Linked DNA regions of Danio rerio: region 1 is linked to region 2. The links are chromatin contacts, called in public Micro-C maps. All regions are on one chromosome and are shown on one strand. Each heading gives the region's core, a stretch centred on a gene start, on an enhancer-like site or on the middle of the called end of the contact. The rest is flanking DNA. Distances are from core to core; before and after follow the strand shown. Region 1 holds the start of exoc1 (exocyst complex component 1). Region 2 holds the start of aasdh (aminoadipate-semialdehyde dehydrogenase).

What was found. A called contact is a pair of places that touch in the nucleus more often than the background predicts.
Region 1: a contact with region 2 is called in a Micro-C map of caudal fin, with 5 times the contacts expected there. The contact joins the promoter of exoc1 here to the promoter of aasdh in region 2. A contact is called at or near these places in 2 of 18 Hi-C or Micro-C datasets (caudal fin and an unstated tissue).

The regions. Positions count from the first base shown.
Region 1 is chr20:28,561,475-28,567,374 of GRCz12tu, forward strand. exoc1 (exocyst complex component 1) reads right to left here and starts at 1,373. Exons shown (of 19, transcript NM_199597.1): 1 at 1,225-1,373; 2 at 447-578; 3 at 228-358. The coding sequence starts at 570. zgc:153896 reads left to right here and starts at 3,117. Exons shown (of 5, transcript NM_001045194.2): 1 at 3,117-3,358; 2 at 5,485-5,630. The coding sequence starts at 3,118.
Region 2 is chr20:28,319,047-28,324,676 of GRCz12tu, forward strand. It overlaps aasdh (aminoadipate-semialdehyde dehydrogenase), which reads left to right and starts at 2,589. Exons shown (of 14, transcript NM_001423801.1): 1 at 2,589-2,919; 2 at 3,028-3,148; 3 at 3,243-3,505; 4 at 4,342-4,534. The coding sequence starts at 2,687. It overlaps si:dkeyp-117h8.4, which reads right to left and starts at 2,249. Exons shown (of 10, transcript NM_001082878.1): 1 at 2,083-2,249; 2 at 1,879-1,945; 3 at 1,740-1,792; 4 at 1,499-1,529; 5 at 1,372-1,397; 6 at 992-1,061; 7 at 1-764. The coding sequence starts at 2,157.

The DNA.
Region 1 (5,900 bases), core at 123-2,622, 240 kb after region 2:
GTATACAGATATGTGTTGTCCATGACTTTTCCAACTGTCAAAATTCCATGACTTTACCAGGTTTTCCATGACAGTATGAACCCTGTCTAACAAGGAGACTAAAGACCATGACCTCTAGCGTCTGTTGCTAGAGCACGTTTTGAGGTCAGAGGAGTGAGGTTTACCTGCACAGCTCTTTGCTAGCTGGCCTCCGCTACACTTATAATGATTCTCATGTAACCTCTCACCTTATTGGCATCTTTAGCATCAACCTCTGTCAGGTCTCGTAGTTCCCATGCCATCTGTCTCTTATAGAAATCTCCTTTATCCGACTTCTTCACTTTGACCACCTTCACCTGCACTGGACGCTCTGTAGTCACTGAAAACAACAAAAAGACACCAAATAAACAAACGGATGCATGATGACATGCTCTGACTTGGATCTGTGGTGTGTGTCAGTGCTTTACCGGTGGCACATAGAAAACAATTCTTCTTCTTCTTCCCTGCTTTACAAACATTGACGATGCTCAACAGGCGCTCATCATTGGGAGTGAAAATATCCCTCTGAAGGGCGTGTTTAATGGCAGTCATGATTAGTCCTGAAATTAAATCACAACTGGCTTATGTAAATGAACAGACAAGGTTTTCTCTGAATATATAAGCATTCTCGACACAGTCCATGTTACTAAAATACACTGATAGTTATTCAAAAGTGTGTTTTTTGTAGTCAAAGTAAAAACTGCAATAAATAAAAGGTCACAGAGAGAGAGACGATAATTATATCATAATGGATGCTTCATAACACAAAAAGGCAAAACAAACTAGGACGAATCATTACAGAAATGCAGTTAAGATGACATTACATTAATTCGGTTTTAGAAATGCAAGCTGAACATTTTCATTCGCAAAGCTGTAATAAAATATACAAAACAGATAAAGAGGGGATTCTACACAATGTTAACGTAACTTTCTGTAAATACACCAGTGCAACGTTTTTAACAAGGTAAATTCCATACAATCAAATACAGCAGAAAATTAACGTTATTAATGTTACTAACATTACTATAACATCTACGTTTAAATTACGTTTAATAAGATATCAGGGGATCAAAAGTATATGGTTTATTGTCATAATAACACAGGTATAACGTAAGATCATAACAATAATAGGGTCAGCTGATGCAGTAAACAGCGCAGGGCCCTTTTCGGAAGCTAAGAGACTTGCGACGACTGTTCGAATCTTACCTTTATTACATCCACTGGAGACACGAAAATGTTTCCTCTAAAGGTTTGACTTGTATTTGATTAAAATAAGAGCTTTGTCCCCCAAAATATCACATCAGCTGTCAGGGACCCAGCCCTGAGAGCAGTGTGAACACAACAGCTCTAATGGGCGGAAAAACACTAACTTCCGGCTTCCGGTTAGTGGCTTTAAAATACAAGTCAAGTGTTTTTTTTATAGCCAACGGTAAACTTCCTATTTATATTTTATAAGGTTCCTTTTACAGCATCGACATCGTAATGTTATTAGAATACATTGTTCAATAAACTGAAACTTTGATTTAGTTGTTCAAGAATAAAACAAGATGATAACTTCCCGATGATAACTTCCCTGACCGTGTAACAGCTAACGTAGTGCTGTCTGTACAAGCAGTCGAGCGCAGAAACTCGAATCAAAATACTGAGGTAAAATAAATGTTCATATTTTTAATGCATGGCGGAAGAGGAAATGGAATTTAATGCAGTGCGTCTTGTCTGTCCAGAGACCCACTTCAAATCGTATTACTAACAGGCAGTGAAGATCACTGATTTTTTTTTAAAAAGAAAACGGATCTTAAACGTGGCGATTTTGTAATGGAAAGACAGTTCACCGAAAAAATTAAAATTAATTGGCTGAAAATTAAAAGTTCGAGTGCATATACCCCATTCGACCCCATTACGTTAAAACTATGGTTCTCAACAAAGAGGCCTCAAGTCATGACGTATGACGTAAAGTTTATTTAAAATAAATTAAGGAAAATGGGGGTATAAGACTTTTCAAAGATTCTTGATGTGCAATAAATGACAGCAGAAACAGTGAGCAAAATAAACTTGTCCAATGACAATTGCATAATAGGACAACAGTTTATTTTTTGCACTTTAAAATATTTTATTAGCATTTACATAAGTTTTTAAATACTTTTTTTTGCAATCTTTTATTTTTTTAATTACTGATGTAGTTACTTTTCCCCCTAAAATTAAATATTTTGATTGAATAATAAAGAAACAAAAATAACTCCATAGTTCAAGGGTGCTCTCAAGGATATATTAGAAAAAATACTATATATATATATATATATATATATATATATATATATATATATATATATATATATATATATATATATATATATATATTAAAGAGAGAAAGAGGAATGTCTGGTTAGCCTATGAAGTAATAGGGAGCAGTTGTTATTTCTGTCCAAATCTTGTCCACACTCAAGTACAGAAGAGTAATGCACCATTGAAGATGGATGCCAACCGCCGTTAAACATCAAAATAGTAGAAGAAAAAGGTTTATTAAAGCAGGACAAACAAGTAATAAAATCAACTGAGACAATTTATTTGCATTGTTTATTTTATTGACTGTCGACAACTTTTTAAGTTTTAAAAAAAATAAATATATAATTAAATATTACAAACTGAATGGCAATGTTGTGCATTATCAAAATACAACAAATGTAAATGCCTTAATATACGTGACAATGATTTGAATTCAATATATCTTGGTACATATAAAGATTAAGATCAGATTATCAACAATATTTCAGATCTCTAAATTTACCCTCCATATCAGCTTCATCCCTATCTCTCAAGATAAAGCCTCTTACGCCCAATTAGAATAAAATATTGCAAAATATGACAGCGGAGACTAGATTGTCTTTTTATTAGTAAAGGTAAATCAATTAAATAAAACCTTTACAGCATATTTTAGACTTGATTTACAACTTTAACATGATTTGTTCCTTCAGTGATTGTTTGACAATAAATTAAAAGAGAACTACAGAAAATCCATATGTTGTCTTATCAGTCTGCTGATAAAGCTTATAAAACCAAGATCAGCTTTTGCTGATATTCACTCTGCTTAAGTCTCTCAAGATGAAGTCAGAACTTGTGCTGGTGTTGGCTTTATTTCTGAGTGTGAACGGTAAACCTCTGTCAGAAAGGAGGACATATAATAAGCTGTTGCTGATCTCATTCGATGGTTTCAGGTGGGATTATGACCAAGATGTGGACACTCCAAATCTGGACAAACTGGTTAAAGAAGGAGTGAAAGCAAAGTACATCAATCCTCCAGCTCTCACTATGACATCTCCATCACACTTTACTACTATTACAGGTAAGGCTCAACTTTTACTTATATTAATATATTACTGACTTATGTTGAGAAAACACATCAGTGGTTGTTTCAATTACTTCATGAATAACAGTCAGTGAATTTAGAAGCAATGGATAAAATATATACACAATTTAAAGGGATAGATCACCCAAAACTTTTATGTACTTTTAACCATTGACTCCTATACCATGGAAGTCAGCAGTTACAGGTTTATAGCTTTCTTTAACACATCTTAATTTGTGTGAAGTGAAGGTTGATTAAATGATGACAGAATTTCCAGTTGTGGGTTTAAACTATCTCTTTAACTTTAGTTGAAATTATTTTAAAGAAAAACTTTATACTAGTATACTAGAAATTATACAACAATATAGATTGTGATACAACTGATAAATACATGTTGTAAATGTTAATACAGGATACGATGAAAAAAAATTGCCTCTAACACTTGAGTGACGTACTTTGTGCTCTTGCTTCACAAAAGCTTATACTCTGTTAAGGTACATATTGTTGTCCATTGTGCATTATCATGATGTTCAAAGTCTTAAGCTGTCTGCCGAGGGCTGCTGAACACACACTTACTAGGCCAATAAATTGAACCTAATTAAATGACAGTGCAAAGTTAGCATGTGCTCCAACTTCAAGGTTATTTACATAAGCAGAGTTTCAAGTTCATTAACCATGTGGTCAATTTACAGTTTTTATTTTGTGCATTTTAAGTTATGCTCAAGAGTAATAAAAAATACAATGACACATTGTGATCAAGTTATTTAAATCTATTATTAAACTACAGATACATATTGGTTGTTCTTGCTAAAAAAAATTATGTATAACTAGATTTATGCATAAACAGTAGAAGTCAGAATTATTAGCCCCCCTTTAATTTTTTTCTTTTTAAATATTTCCCAAATGATGTTTAACAGAGCAAGGGAATTTTCACAGTGTGTCTGATAGTATTTTTTTCTTGTTGAGAAAGTCTTATTTGTTTTATTTCGGCTAGAATAAAGGCAGTTTTTAATTTTTTAACACCATTTTAAGGTCAAAATTATTAGCCCCTTTAAGCGATATTTTTTTCGATAGTCTACAAAACAAACCATCAATATACAATGATTTGCCTAATTACCCTAACCTGCCTAGTTAACCTAATTAATCTAGTTAAGCCTTCGTCACCTGTGTCTTGAAAAATATAGTAGAGGGTAGAGGTGGGAATAATATTTGCTTAAATTTCTCTGTAAAATTGCTTTGTTATGTTAGTTTAATAAACAGATTAATTATATATATATATATATATATATATATATATATATATATATATATATATATATATATATATATATATATATATATATATATATAGTACAATATTATTTACTGTCATCATGGCAAAGATAAAATAAATCAGAAATTATTTAGAAATGAGTTATTAAAACTATTATGTTTAGAAACGTGTTAAAGAAATCTCTCTGTTAAACAGAAATTTGGGGAAAAAATAAACATGTTTAATAATTCTGACTTCTACTGTATTTATACACACTACTGGTCAAAAGTTTGGGGTCTATTTTTTCTTTTTTTATCATTGTTCCTCAAGGCAGCATTTATTAAATGTAATGTATATAGTTTCAAATAAATTGATTATTCAAGTCATTATTACTTTTAATACTATTATTATTATTGTTAAGAATAAGAAGATTATTATTATTATTATTATTATTATAAATAATTATACTATTACTAATAATAATAATATTAATACTACTACTACTACTACTACTAATAATAATAATAATAATAACAATAATAATAATAATAATAATAATAATAATAATAATAATAATAATTCATATTAGAGAGATTTATGAAGGATCATGTGACTGGAGTAAGGAAGCTGAAAATTCAGCATTAAAATCCCTCAAATAAATTATTAAATTAAATGATAAACTACTTTTGAACAGTTATTTTATAGTGCGATAAAATTTCACAATTTTACAATCTACACTGTATTTTTTATTAAATAAATGCAGCCTTGTTGAGCAGGAAAAGCTTCTTTTTTTTCATAAAATGTTTGACCGCTAGTATATATACACATCACAATGTCTAACTATATGATCACATCTTAATCTTTCATTCAGGGAGATGGATAGAGGACCATGGTGTTGTCCATAACCTTATGTTCAATGATACAACGGGTTTAAGAGTCCCTCATAAGGCAACACTGAAGAAATCTGAATGGTGGGATAACGGTGTTTTGCCACTGTGGATAACGGCGCAAAAACAGGTAAACTTGTGAATTTTTTGAGCAGAAAAAAAAAATCCAGAATTTTTTCTTTTTGGTCTTTCTTTTAATTGTAGAAAATGCAGGGGAAGATGTCTTCACTATTTTCTGCACTGTGACATAATTGTTTCTTTTTGAACCAAAATAGTTGAGTTGAATAGTTAAGTGCATAGTGTGCATCATTTGGTAATGTGAGACCACCATCTCAACGCCAGATAAAAATGATTCAGCCCCAGATGCCAAATCTTGTCAGAAAATGTCAGTTTCTCCAGG
Region 2 (5,630 bases), core at 1,339-3,838:
TGAGGAGAGTTGGGAGATTATTGATGTTTCTCTCTGGTCAGTAATAGACAGACCTGCTCTGCTTTGTTGTGGAGAAGTCAAGATCGATAAGGTTGGAACAGCAGGAGATGTTGGTTCAACATCATAGGTCTGGTCCAGATCTGGAGATTTGTCACTATGTGAAGGGGAACCAGAATATGAAGGTGTTGAGAAGTCAATCACACGAGCAGGATTCTGCTCCGGCTTCCTGGTTAAAGCTACATCAATCCATGCAGACTGATCCGTCACACCGCTCACATCTACGCTGTTCCTTCTGGGTGAGTAAAAACAGGCACTGGACTCGTAGGATATATTGAGTGGAGAAGACTTTAGTTTGTTCTTGAGTAGATTTTGTAGTTTTGGACTACCCTTGAAACAGTTACCGATGTTTCTTTGTGCTGGACTTTGAATTTGATTGGAGAATGAGATATCTGTTGTTTTGTTTAATGTGCAGCCGTGTCTGTTTTTGAAGGATGTGTTGCGCTGTGTTGGACCAGTTTGCCAGTGATTGCGGCGATACTTCTGTACCACAGATCTCGCCGTATCAGTCAAGTGTTGGCGCCGGTATGCTTCACCAATCTGGTTAAGCATGCTGGGATAGACATCCAAAAGAGTGCTGCCATTGCTGCTCAAAGATTTCTCCAGTTCCTCATCCTCTTCCTTAGGCAAAGATAACTCACTCCACAAAGACCCAGGAGATGTGGTGTTTAAATTCACTGATTGCTGGAATGATTCAGCTCCGTGCCCTAGATGATGATCACAGAAGTAAACTTCAAAATTGCAGATGTGTTTTCTTACTTACATTTATTACTTAAGTGTAGCAGTATTATTTAAAAAAAATAAAATAAAATTATATATATATATATATATATATATATATATATATATATATATATATATATATATATATATATATATATACACACACACACACACACACACACACACACACACACACACACTCATTTCTTACATAGATTTTTGCTGTCTTCCTGTTGACCAGAGCCGTTAAGATCATCCTCGGTGACCCCTGACATGTCCATCTGAAAATGGTGAAGTATCAAAACAGAAGTTAAGAAACTTTACAATACAGGCTTGTTTACATAGAAATACTTCACGCAGAGCTGAAGCAATACGAAGATATATCGATTTATTTACTCTTGTTATTGCTTGTGTCATTCTAGAAGTCAATGAGCTGTCGTCATGATCCTAGTCAAAGTTTGGTTGCATTTGTGAGGATTAGACATATAAATGGACTCAATCAATGATAGATCAATTAAAGGCCCCTGAATCTAGTTAAATCATAATCAAGTCAAAATAAGAGCCAAATTCTATAATTTCTCTTCAACCTACCTTATCATTTTCCTGGTCTTCAAACTCTACAAAATAAAGGATAAAGAGATTAAACGTAAAATGGCATTATTGTCAAAACAGCTTATTTAAATGACCCAATATACAAAAAAAAAAAAAGGTTTCTTACCCCTCACTGAATAGTCTGCTCTAACTCGAGTCTGAATGTATTGAAAGAAATGGTAAATGTAAGAAGCCAAAAAATAAACACCCATAGAAAATGACCAGATCATGCTGTCTTTTTGAACAACTGAGTAGCATCATCATCATCATCATCATCATATCCAGAAAAGTAGAAATCAGCTAAATATACATGTTAGAAACTGTCTATGAATGTATCTTCTTGGGACATAATTTCGCTTGATTTGCACCTTTAATGCTTCCAGCTCACGTTCTCCCTCTGCACTGTCAATGGGCACAGGACCTATAAGAATGTACCATACAAAATGAGTCACATAAATTAGCACAACAGTAAAAGCATCAGTTACTAGTTTCAACATTTTCGCCTACCTCTTCCAGTCCTGCAGGTCATTGTTTTCAGACAGATGTCTATTCCAGCATCGCTTAGATTGGAATACTAGAAAGCACATAAAAATATTATTAAACGTACAGTGCTTCATGTGAGTTTTTAAATAGATAAAACGTAAAGTTAGGCCAATACAGGCTCTCTCTCTCTCTCTCTCTTAAACGCACGTTTGCATTAAAACTGCTTACCTTTTGAAAAATCGCTTCCATTGTGTTTCTGAAGACATCGTTATTTCTCTTGAACTGATCTGTATATAAAGGCATGTTGCATAAATAAATTCTACTACAAGCCAAGTTTATTTGACCAATATATGCTTTGACGCAGCGGTTCGGTTAAACTTTCGAATTTCCCGAGTGAAAATCTCGATCTCTGATTGGACGTTCTTTCAAGCGACACAAAAAACGTCATCTTAAAGCGCGAGTTTATCAACTGATTTGTCAGAGTCATCTTTGCGAATCGGTTCGTTTGAATGGTTCATTTAAAAACGGGTCTGAATTTAAAAAAATGTGTACTCAAGTCACTCATGTTTTTAAAGTAAATTGTGGACAAGAAGTAGCAATCAGTTCCATGATTTTAAAGATTGATTACCGCGATTTACCGATTTAAGGGAGACTCGTTTAAATTCGTGAACGACTCATTTAAATCTCTGTGAACCTGTTCTAACCGAGCATTCGACTCAACCGAGCGATTCGCTCTCGTCTGTATACTAGTTTGCAGGCGCTCATGAACTAGTATATTGCAATGTACAATGTAGTTAATCAAATGATTATTTAACACATTTTTCGCTCAGACATGACAGCGAAACTCCTTTACGAGCTAGTGCACGAGGCGGCGCGCGCTCACGGCGATAAAAGAGCTGTCGCGTTTGACAGCAGCATCGCAGCGCGCGTCTCTTTAACATATGATGAACTTATTTTCATGTCAGATGAATTAACTGCACAACTGCGCGTCTCTGTCCAGAATCATGAAGGTGCAATAGGGTTATTCTGCCATCCAGATGTTCTTCTTCCTGTCTGGATAATAGGGTACGAATCACTGTGTCGATGCTTGCTTAGAATGGGTTATTCTAGTAGCTAGTTAATATCAAAATACAGTTTTTTTGCTAATAATTTGTAAATTGTGTCTTCAAACAGTATCCTGCAGTTTCCTGCAGCATATTTACCTCTGGATCCTGCATCACCACCTCAGTGCAGCCTGAGAATGATCAACAACTGCAGATTGAGCTTCTGCTTGATACAAAATGAGCTGCTTCATGTGGGCTTATTATATTATATTATATTATATTATATTATATTATATTATATTAATTCTAATTGTTGTTATTAACTGCACATTTTGTAACCAACAGCAATTCCAGAGTGCCTTTTCTATCCTGATATCCGTGGAAGTATGTGCAACATTTTGTTCACACAGACTCACTTTAATCAAAATAAAAAGTGAGCAGAAGGAAAACAGTCAAGCGAACGATGCGCCTTTCAGCTCTGCCGTGACCAAAAATATCCAGCAGGGGGAGCCTTTGGCTTATATTCTGCATACATCCGGAACAACAGGCCTTCCTAAAATAGTGAAGGTCCCACACAGGTGTATTGTGCCCAATATTATACACCTGCGGTAAGAACACAGCATTCAGCATTCTATTGTAAATATCCAGTGTTTTTGTTGTTTGTTTGTTTTTTTTTTTAAACAAATGTGTTCAATTGTTTACCTGGTTGTAAAAAAATACATTAAAATTTGACTTAACAGTATTAAATCACTAATCTACTATCCATAAAAATGTGTCCGAAAACACAACAGACTAATGTTTCACGTTTAGACCGTGAAACTCTTGCTGGGTTCTATTCAGAAAGCCCTAATTCCTTTGAGAAGTACATTTGAAGGGATTATTAGAGCATAGGGAGGAGTCCTCCCAAATTAAATGCAGTATGTGACACCAATCAACTTCCCTGCACATAGAATCATGGCCCGAAGTGTCCATCAGTTGTACCTTTTAAAATACTTCATTCCAAAGAGCCCTTTGAAGTGACCAGCTTTGACCACTTCTGCTTGGAATGACACTTAAATATGGTGGCCATGATATTTTTTCACTCCAAAGTGCCCATCTGAGCAGCTGAAATATCCTGTTTGGAATGCAGCGTCTGGCTAAGCTAATCATTGTCCAATTTTATTTATTATTGAAGAAGTCCTTTTACATTGACGTGACACTTAAGTTGAAAATATTTGGTGTAACAGTCCTATTTCAAGCATTTTTAGAATACTTCTTGATTATATATAGTAAAACAATTACAGTAATGAATAAAAGTATTGAAAACATTTGAAATAAAGCTAAAGTAGAGCAGCGTGGTGGCTCAGTCGTCGAGCACTGTCGCCTCGACTGTTCTTTTCAAATTAATATTGTGAGATAGCAGAAGTCATTTTTAATTTACTTCTTTTTTTTTACTTCTCAACAGCTCTGTCTTTAAGATGACTCCAGAAGACGTCGTGTTCCTGTCGTCTCCATTAACCTTTGACCCATCTGTGGTGGAGGTGTTTTTGGCCCTTTCCTCAGGAGCGTGTCTCCTAATTGTGCCCTCTGCTGTTAAAAAGATGCCACGCAGACTCGCTCATGTGCTGTTTAAACGAAACACAACAACAGTCTTACAGGCAAGTGACTTTATTCCTCACCGAGTCTTTAATTAGACATTTCAATAATCAAATAACTTCGTTTCTCATTTTGATTTTCTCATGAATGTTCACATGCTGCGAGGTTGAGATGATGGTCCTGTAATCAACATTTTTAGCAGAAGTAATGAGCTGAAATTTTTGCATTATGCAGATTACAATGATAATGAGTGTGTTCTTTTGGTATTCACTCATTTATCTGCTTGCACCAATAATTTGTTTTCAGTGTTTTAGTTTAACATGTTTTGCATCACTCAAAACTCATTTTCACACTCCAGTGCTTAAAGACCCACTCAGATGTTGTTGTTTTTTTCCATGAAACAAATTCTATGCTTGATACATCTTTAATATCAGACACTACAAGGTCTCACAGGAAGGGAAAAGTACAGACTTTTCATCTGTCAGTATTTAGGTTTTGGGCATTTCAAACAGTGTCTGATGTTAAGAAAACCTTTCTTTTCTAAATCGTTCTGTCAATGTCAGTTACAATACATTTTTTTAAAGACCTTTTTCCGCAATTTTTTTTCCTCTGGAACTAAACCATAAACCATAAAACACTCCAGCCTTTATATTGTACAAACATTTTTTAGAGAGGGAGATTTTTTATATGTTGAGAGGAGTGTTCTCAGGGGCCAAAAATGTGCACATTTTATGAAAAAATGCCCCATTTGCTTATTTAAACATAACATTTTAACAAACTGGTAATACAAAAAAAAGTTAGCATTTTTATGTATTTGTTTAGCTATTTATTTTACTCTCTTCACCTGTAAAATAGTGTACATGAACAAGAAATAAAGAGATAGTTCACCCAAAAAAGAATACTGTCATCATTATCGTCCTACACTTGTGCAAAAACTTTTAAAGTTTTTGTTTTCTTGTGTTAAACACTAAAGATGATGTACAGAAGAATGCTACATAAAGCAGCCATTGACTTCCATAGTAATTTTTTTTATTACTATAGATCTCTATGGCTGCTTTTTAACTAACATCCTTCAAAATATCTCATTCAACAGAAGAAAAACGTTATTAAAAGTTTAATACCACACTGTAAACATGAACAGTTTCCCATTTATTCATG